2 separate regions of the Hordeum vulgare genome follow, and region 2 is linked to region 1. Evidence: chromatin contacts called from public HiChIP or PLAC-seq data. All regions are on one chromosome and are shown on one strand. Each heading gives the region's core, a stretch centred on a gene start, on an enhancer-like site or on the middle of the called end of the contact. The rest is flanking DNA. Distances are from core to core; before and after follow the strand shown. Region 1 holds the start of LOC123412282. Region 2 holds the start of LOC123440700 (phospholipase D zeta 1).

Evidence for each region. HiChIP or PLAC-seq counts read pairs in DNA pulled down with a chosen protein or histone mark.
Region 2: a contact with region 1 is called in an H3K4me3 HiChIP or PLAC-seq map of embryo, with 7 times the contacts expected there. The contact joins the promoter of LOC123440700 here to the promoter of LOC123412282 in region 1. A contact is called at or near these places in 1 of 6 Hi-C or Micro-C datasets (leaf) and 1 of 1 datasets of contacts at active chromatin or transcription factors (embryo).

What each region holds. Positions count from the first base shown.
Region 1 is chr1H:405,394,169-405,398,795 of MorexV3_pseudomolecules_assembly, forward strand. It overlaps LOC123412282, which reads left to right and starts at 2,246. Exons shown (of 2, transcript XM_045105234.1): 1 at 2,246-2,661; 2 at 2,752-3,469. The coding sequence starts at 2,524. The coding sequence ends at 3,222.
Region 2 is chr1H:405,539,093-405,543,719 of MorexV3_pseudomolecules_assembly, forward strand. LOC123440700 (phospholipase D zeta 1) reads left to right here and starts at 1,867. Exons shown (of 20, transcript XM_045117257.1): 1 at 1,867-2,540; 2 at 4,137-4,238. The coding sequence starts at 2,256.

The DNA of each region.
Region 1 (4,627 bases), core at 996-3,495:
TCAATCTCGTTTACCGGCAAGTCTCTTTACTCATTCCGTAATACAAGATCCTGCAACTTACACTAAGTCACATTGCTTGCAAGGCTTGTGTGTGATGTTGTATTACTGAGTGGGCCCCGAGATACCTCTCCGTCACACCGAGTGACAAATCCCAGTCTCGATCCATACTAACTCAACGAACACCTTCGGAGATACCTGTAGAGCATCTTTATAGTCACCCAGTTACGTTGTGACGTTTGATACACACAAAGTATTCCTCCGGTGTCAGTGAGTTATATGATCTCATGGTCATAGGAACAAATACTTGATACGCAGAAAACAGTAGCAACAAAATGACACGATCAACATTCTACGTCTATTAGTTTGGGTCTAGTCCATCTCGTGATTCTCCTAATGACGTGATCCAGTTATCAAGCAACAACACCTTGTTTATAATCAGAAGACACTGACTATCTTTGATCAACTGGCTAGCCAACTAGAGGCTTGCTAGGGACAGTGTTTTGTCTATGTATCCACACATGTATATAAGTCTTCATTCAATACAATTATAGCATGGATAATAAACGATTATCTTGATACAGGAATTACAATAATAACTATATTATTATTGCCTCTAGGGCATAATTCCAACAGTGATCGTCATCAAGTTGTACGTGTGCTAAACGCGGAGACGCCGTCCGTTCGACACTAGATCAGGATGGATCGTGATGGGATCGCGGGACGGATTGTGATGAGATCGCGGGACGGGATGCGGTTTTGATCGCGAAGATGTTCCACTACATCAACCGCATTATATACGCTTCCGCTTAGCGATCTACAAGGATATGTAGATGCACTCTCCCCTCTCGTAGATGGTCATCACCATGGATAGATCTTGTGTGCGTGTAGAATTTTTTTTGTTTCCCATACAACATTCCCCAACAACATGCTCGTCAGTGTGGAGGTTGGAAGACCTGGTTTGGATAGGTCAATTGCTTACCTCCTAACAGGGACATCAATAATAGGCAAACAATAGAAGGTGGACATAGGTAAGAGTAGTGCCATAGACAAGGCGTCTGTGGCTGGTTGATGGATGATATTGAGTCTTTCGGCCCGTCCTTCTGGATTGGGTTGTTGTTGTGGGTTGGAAGGTTTCTGATGTATTTTGTCGAGGTGTTTTTATCGGGGATCACATGGCGTAGTAGATGCCGAGGTTTGTGGATATAGTGTAATCTGCGGCAACCGTGTGTGCGTATGTGGGGTTTCTTGTCATGTGAGTAGTTAGTCCGTGATCCGTTTGTATTGATATTTGCTCGGTTTTTCTTTAATTAACTAAATTTTTTTAATTAATCGATGAGGCAAAGCTTTTGCCTTTGTTTAAAAAAACTAGAAAGAGGTCCACGCAAACCCGACCATTGTCTCAGTTTCCTTCCCGTTATCTCACATTTTATGAGACACGGATCTCGGGCCCTATTTGAAACCACAATAGATTATAATAATCTGGATTATGAAGATAGATTATATAATCTGGTTTATAAAAATAATCTAGATGAGCATGTTTGGAGGTCCGATTATATAAACTATAATCCAGATTTTATATTGCATAATGACATGTCCGTCCTCTGTTTTTTTTAAAAGAGGAGGGTGGTGGTGGCAGAAATGTAATTATCTTCAACTTTACAAGGGCAATGGGTCATTAGCAATTCATAATCTGATTTTAGCTGGGTATGGTAGATTATGAGTTTTTAATAATCTGTTTATCTAGTTTTTATAATCTACATCATAATTTATCCTGTTTAAAGACATAATAGATTATAAAAACTAGATTATATGTTTCAAACAGGGCCTCACTCCATGGATAGTTCTTTTGGTCGATTCTTTCATAATCGTCCCCCTCCTCACCTTCTTCCAAAATTGCACTTCATATTTTTTTTACAATCCGAAGAGAGAATCTGGCAAAAGAGTGCGCTGTGACCTTGTGCTACTCTGTTCCGAAACACGCGTTGTTCGCACCATGATCATGTTGGTAAATCAGTCGGATACTCGCATCAGAGTACTCAGCCTCCATCATGAAGCAGCAGCATTGCAGTAAGCTTGTGGTGGCAGCCAGCGGCAGCTTCATTACTGCGAGCGGTGCAGCCAGAAGGGAGAAAACGGAGCGCACGCTAGCCCCTGCAAAGGAAGACGACGAAAAGGAAGAAAAAGGTGGCCACGCGCGTGGGCGCAGCGGCTGCAACGGTCACTATTTACCTGCCCCCGCCACTCATCACTGCCGCGCCCACTCGCTAGTCGCTACCAGTCATCGGCTCAGCTCGTCACCCGCCAGCACCCACTCATCTCGACACGCTCCGGCACTAATCCATCGAACTCACTCAGTTTATTACTCCCAAGGAGGAGCGTACTACAAAGAAATATTCGCCGAAAACAGAGCTTCCACGAGTTTTCCATTTTGTCTTCCATTCCGCTCTTCACTTGTACTACTGTATACTACAGGACTCATAATTGGCTGGTAAGTCGGCTGTGGAGTTAGTCCGTAGTCCAGTCATGGGGAAGAAGAGGGCGGCCACCGCCACGACGAGGACGCCGGTCTTCCCGTTCGCAGCAGCTGCCGACGAGACGGAGCCGACGCACCATTTCAGCGACTACGGCTTCGACCCCCAGCTCCTCCGCCTCTCCCCGCAGGTCAGTCTCCTCTTAATTAACTATTAGTTCCTCGATCAATTTCTCGGCTTCCCAACTGTTGAAACTCGCTCTGCTCCTTCAATTTCTCAGCCCAACGTGAAGCGCCACCAGCAGCAGACGCCTGCGCTGCTGGACCCCTGGCGGTTCAAGCTCCAGAAGCCCATCTCGAAGAAGCACCAGCACGCGCAGCACAATAGCAAGCAGCGCCGCCGCGGGTGGTGGAGCTCTGCGGCCTCTGCGGCGCTCCTCTTCTTCAAGCGTCCCTCGTCCAAGTCTAACCCCACCGCTCAGGCCAATGGCAGAGGCCCCTCCTCCTCCTGCAGTGCTGCTGCTGCGTTCGCTCCCCGGCCACTCTACTTCGCCGATGACGGAGGCGACGACGACTCCACGGGGTGCATGTGCTGGTCGCCGGCCGTGCGGTCTGGTCACCTGGCCGCCGCCGAGCTAGGCATTGCCTCGGTCGGAGTTCCGTACGTCAGCCTCAGGGACGCCAGTTTCCATGGTGGCGCCGGGGGGACGGGAGGGGCTGCTCCGGCGATGCCCATCTACCTCGTGACGTGAAGCTCTCCTGTCTGGTGACTGTTCTCCTACAAGTTGAGCCACGTGACTGCCTTGGAGAGGTGTTTTTCTTGTTCGACTTTTTTAGAACTTGGACCACATGTCAGTCAGTGTTTTCCGAGTTGTGGCGATGACCAGCTGTCCGTAACTTTCCATATCTTCCTTGCGGTGTGTGGTTTTTTCTCACCATGTTTTTCTTTTGAAAAGGAACCCTGGCTTTTCTCATCTTTAATAAATCAGTTTTTGCTAACGGACAAGTTTTTTTATAAATCTTTACCTATTAATAAAGCACCTATTGCTTCTATGCTACGTCATTAAAATTACCCCTGAAGTTGGCATAAATTACCCGTCATGCCACCGTAAGTCAAAAAACGATTCAGTTTTTTCCTTTCCAAAGTATGTGATACTGAGAAAACTCGAAGACGCGTACGTAGCATGGTGGCTAAGGCCTAACGATTTCAGCGGACAGACCAAGGTTTCCCAATCTCTCCTTTTCTCCCGTAAGTCCTCCTCACATATGCGTGGCTTGCTTTGCTATTTTTTTTATTTTGTTTTTATCTTTTTTTCCCTCATTCTGTTTCCTTCCATCTTTAAACCAATTCGGAATTTTTAAACTAAAAACCTCGTATGTTTAAAATATGTTTGCTGAGTTAAAAATTGTTCATCAATTCAAAAAATGTTTGTAAAAAAATAATGTATGGTATTTTTTTGAAAAAATCCAAGTTTTTTTCAAAAAAAATTGTGGATTTGGAAACCCGTTCACCGATTCAATAAACTTTCATGTCTAGGATTTGATTAGTATTATGAAAGTCTTTATATGTCTAGGCGTTGGGAGTAGTTCATTATCGATGAGATTTGTTTTTAAAGTTGTCAACATTTCCTTGCGCAACATAATGAAAGGTGGGGTGTGCAGTGGTAAGCTCATAGCCTTGGTATTTACTACGTTAAATGCATTGTGATCACGTGGACATCGTAACCATCATCGGCGAGGAAAGAAAAATAAATAACAACATGGTGAGCCACCGTGTTAAAATAGGAGATACTTTTATGTCAGAGTATTGAGTCATACTTATTTGATTAATGCATAATTTTTTTGTCTCCCATTGCAACACACGGGCATATTTGCTAGTAAACTCTAAAGCTTTCTATTGAGTCGTTAGAGCATCTCCACTCATCCGTCCCCTCCCCCCCTCCAACAAGCCCCATCACGAAGCCTTTTTTAGAGCCGGCGGCGAAAAAACGGCCCAACCGTGCCCCCAACTTCTCCTTTAGCGCCGGTTTGGGCCGTAATAACAACCGACGAACCCAAGCCGAATCCAGCCCTCCCCGGGGGCACCGTTCGAAGCGAAAAGTCGAGTGGGTCCACGTTGTCGGCGACAATCACGCCTATTCCCGTCGTGTTCTCCCC
Region 2 (4,627 bases), core at 617-3,116, 140 kb after region 1:
GGGTGTCGGGGCGTCGTGTCGGTTTTTTTTTCTAACCTAATAGTAAAACTAAACTAACCTAAAAAAATCAAAAACTAAAACTAAAACTAAACCAACCTAAAACTAAAACTAAAACTAAAACTATACCTAAACCTAAACTAACCTAAAACGAAAACGAAAACTAAACGTGAACCTAAACTAAGCTAAACCTAAACCTAAACTAACCTAAAACTAAAACCAAACCTAAACTAACCATGCCATAGTAGTTTAAATGGGCCTAAACTATCAATTTATCAATTTACCAATTTATCATATTGTTGCAAGTCAATTTGTTAAAATTCGAGAGAGAGAGAGAGAGAGAGGGAGTCTCACCTGAGAGGATCCTGGGCCGCTGCTGCTGGTCTTCTCCTTGGCAGACGGGGGTGAGCTCGGGTCCAGGCGCAGCTACGAGATGGCGGTGGAGGAGGGGGTTGCAGGGAGGAGGAGGCGGTGCTGGAGGAGGGGGTCACACAGAGGAGGATGCAGTGGTGGAGGAGGAGGGGGTCGTAGGGAGGAGGAGGCGGTGGTGGAGGAGGAGGCAATGATGGAGGAGGGGTCACACGGAGGAGGAGGGCCCGTGGAGGAGGAGGGCGGTGGTGGAGGAAGGGGCGGTGGTGGAGGAGGAGGGCGATGGTGGAGGGGAGGGCGAGCTCCGGCAGCAGGTCGCGGGAGAGGAGGGGAGGGCGAGCTCCGGCGGCGGGGGTGGGTTTCGGGGGTGAGAGAGAGAGAGAGATCCAACCGTTATGGGGGAGAGAGGGGGTGTGGGGGTGGGGGTGATGGCCGTTAGGGCGTCACCCTCTTTGCCGCCTGTCCCCCGACGACAAAGAGGTACAAGGCAGACGACAAAGAGGGGCATCCGTTAGGGCTGGTTGGCCAGCGGACCAGGGGGCCATCCCATGCCCTATGTCGTCTGCCTGTTGCCTCGGCAAAGAGCTCACATATGGCAAACAATGTCTTTGTCGTCTTTTTGGCAGACGACAAAGAGCAAACTGATGGCAAACATTGTCTTTGCCATCAGTCTGCTCTTTGTTGTCCGGTGTTTGCCAGCTGACGGTAAAGAGGTTCTTTGTCATGTGTCAGCAGACGACAAATGCATGACGGACGACAATTTACTGGATTCCAATAGTGTGGGGCACCCTCAGCCTTTGAGCCTTCAAATATAAGGGTCTCGGATGTGAATTTTCGGCACCCTTTAATATTTACGGGTTGGTTCATTATTAGTGTATTTGTTCTGGATGCTTTTTTTTTACCAAAAACTTAAAATACAAAAAATATAAAGATTTAATTACTTTTAAGACGTATATGCTCTTATTACATTCCAAAACAACCATCCATCCTTAACAGCTACTCCCTGAGTCCCATAATACAAGAGCTTTTTTGATACTATGCTAATCTAGAAAATGCTCTTATATTATGAGACGGAATGAGGGAGTGCATGCTTTTATTTATTTTTAAAACAGACGCAAGCGCTCATGCCTCTATGAACGCACGCACACATACCTTATCCTTATAAGCATCTTCAAGAGACTGAGCCGACATATCATCTTGAAATTTACGTGCCTCGTCGTCGACGGAAACGTCTCCTCCCACTAAAACGCATCATCAAAAATACTAAAATAAATTCAAAAATAATGCCATCAACAAGACTTAAACTATATCTCTAATCATCTAAGTTGGTTTGCTCTTTCACTATTCTTTAAATGTACCACTCCATCATGTTTGTGCATGTCTATATTCAAATCATCAAATGGGCCCGTGGCAATAAAGCACGTACGTTTTTTGCCGACCTGCTGTCCGTTTCCACCGGTCCCGACTCCACCGAAGTTTGGAAAGGTGGTTGCTTCTCCCGGCGTCCGTGGAAGGCCGACGCGTGCACCAGCCCAAGCCGGCCCCACACACGACGCTCCGTGATTCTCCGTCCCCCAAACCCGAATTCCTCCATGTTCCTCCGCTGTTTCTTTTGATGATTTGATCCGAGAAGAATCTCCCCGTTCTCCCGGTTGCGTTCCCGGAATTCGTAGTTTCCCCCATCCAGTTCGAAAGTCCAAGCCGTGGGATTCTGACGTCCTTCTCGCGTTCCGGCCCCCTTTCCTGCCGGCCCATTCCCGCACCCCCAAGGAAACCAAACCAAATCCGTATACAACTCGGGGGAAATTCGCCGTCCAGCCAGCCAGATCGGACGAGCCCCCGTCCGGCCTGCCCCCCCCCCCCCCCCCCCCCCCCTTCGCGAAGCTTCCATGAACATGGAGCGCCTGCCGGCGGAGCGCCACGGCCACCGGTACGAGCGGATGCAGCCGGAGCCCGCCGCCGAGGGGGACGCGTCGGCGTCCTCCTCCTCGTCGCCGTCGGCGCCGGCGCGGCGGCCCGAGGTCCTCGCGGCGTCGGCGTCGTTCCGGCTCTCCGAGGCCGCGCGGGTGTTCGAGGAGCTCCCCCGCGCCACCATCTTCTCCGTCTCGCGCCCCGACGCCGGCGACATCACCCCCATGCTGCTCTCCTACACCATCGAGATCAACTACAAGCAGGTCCGCGGATCCTCCTCTGCCCACCCTTACTCTTCTCCTGTTCACGATTCCGAACATATCGTACTTCTCATCGGGGATGCCCGACTCTGCTCGGGTTCCTGGGAGGTCGTGCGAATTCGGCGTCATGAGATGCTGCTGATTAGTCCGAAATTTTGCGTGGACAAAATCTATGATCAAGTTAGGCGTCCCAGTTTAATTGGACGGCACTTACTCTTGTTGTAGCCACGCTTCTGGTTGTTGCCTCAATTGCTTCGTTTGGTTCTAGGTTTTCACACCATCAGTTGATTTGAGTGGCCAATAATCCAGTATACTAATAGCAGGACATGAACGCGGGCATTTGAATTGAGATTCAATTTTCTCCCACTGATGGCATTGCTAGTGGGGTGTGACTATTGCGTTGTTGGGTGCTCGACCTTCATAGTTTGGTGTTAGAAGGCGAGGACTCCAAGTATGAAATGTGTCAGGTTATTTGTTGGCTCAAATTCGATTCGGATAAGTGCAGTTTCAGTTCTTCTGAATTGACGGCCCAGGCTAATTAGCAATGATGGGTTTATGTTCAGAATGTCCTTGAACGTGTATATGAAATTTGGATAGTAAAGAGCTACACTCGCAGGTCCAAGTGCAACATTGTGCCGCTACTGTCTCATAAACTACTAATTTGAACTTTGGGGATTTTCTTCCTTAATATTTGCTGAAAGTGCTGAGTTTTCATTTGGTTACAAAAACTTAGGAATGCATTTATTTCATGAATTGGGCTTTCAGATAAACTATCATGGATAGCTATCGTTGTCCTTATTGAGTACAAAGGATTCGTAATGTAAAATGTGCCAACTTCTTATGGGCAAACTGTTTTGTTTACCCAATAACTTCTAACGTTCCATGTCTCGTCTTAAGTTCTTGGACAAAAATGACCATTCTTGTCCTTCTGGGGTTCTTGAATGATTATTTAGTGCTTACACGGCTTTTTGACTAGGATAGACCAATTTTAGACCTAGAACTTGATTCTTTAGAAGATAAGAAATAAATTGCAGGACATGCATGGCTAATAACCGGTACTTGCATCAGTTTGCATATCACAAGAATGCATCCTAGATTAATATATTTTCAATCATTTTGACCTCTTACATTACAAAATAACCATAGTGTTGATTGCTGACTTGTCTGTTCTTACTCCTTGATAATTTGGTGCATGATTTAGTGGTCAACAGGTTGTGAAAATAGATTCTGCTGCCTTTTGCATCAGATACCTTAACATGCTGTAGGGTACTATCTGGAGCTTAAGTTTGTGATAAGTTCAAAGTTAGTAGAACTCATGATACATCGTACGAGTGCACATGTTCATAAACGCATGAACAAACACTAAGCTGTCAAATAGAGAAAGAACCCATGGGACACATGTGCCCTGGAATTTTTTGCTAAGTGTTTGTATTTGGTCAAATGCCTAGCGAAAATCATGATTTGTTGTTAGGTATTGAACCAAATAGGTACTTGCTACTTGTGATGCCTATTCCCTCCTAATATGTGTTCTGTTGTTATTATTCCATTAAATACAGATGCGTCATATGTGGACTAAATAATGTTCACTACTTCTATCAGTTTAGGTGGCGTCTTTTTAAGAAAGCTTCCCAGGTTCTCTATCTACACTTTGCATTGAAGCGACGTGAATTTCTTGAAGAATTCCACGAGAAGCAGGAACAGGTTGGTTACACGGCTATCTTGATTAATGTCGACCTTTTAGAACTAGAATTCAGTATACAGTGGATAGTGCGTGAGCTTTGGTAGGCTATAATTTTTCACCTTCCAGTTGTATGCAAACTCATGAGAAAAGGTAACAAACTATATATAATTATTGTATTCATATGTTCTAAGTTGAGTAATGATGTTCCATAACTAAACTAGATCCATTATAGAGAACGTGCAAAAAACTTTTGTATATCTTTTCATTAAGGGGATAAGAGGAGAAACAACATATACACAAGTGTTTGGGGCAGAATAGTCCACTGCCACTGCACGCACACAAACACATGTGGAACAACACATCAACACAAGCGAGGCAGGCCCATTTAGTTTGCACAAATTATAATAGC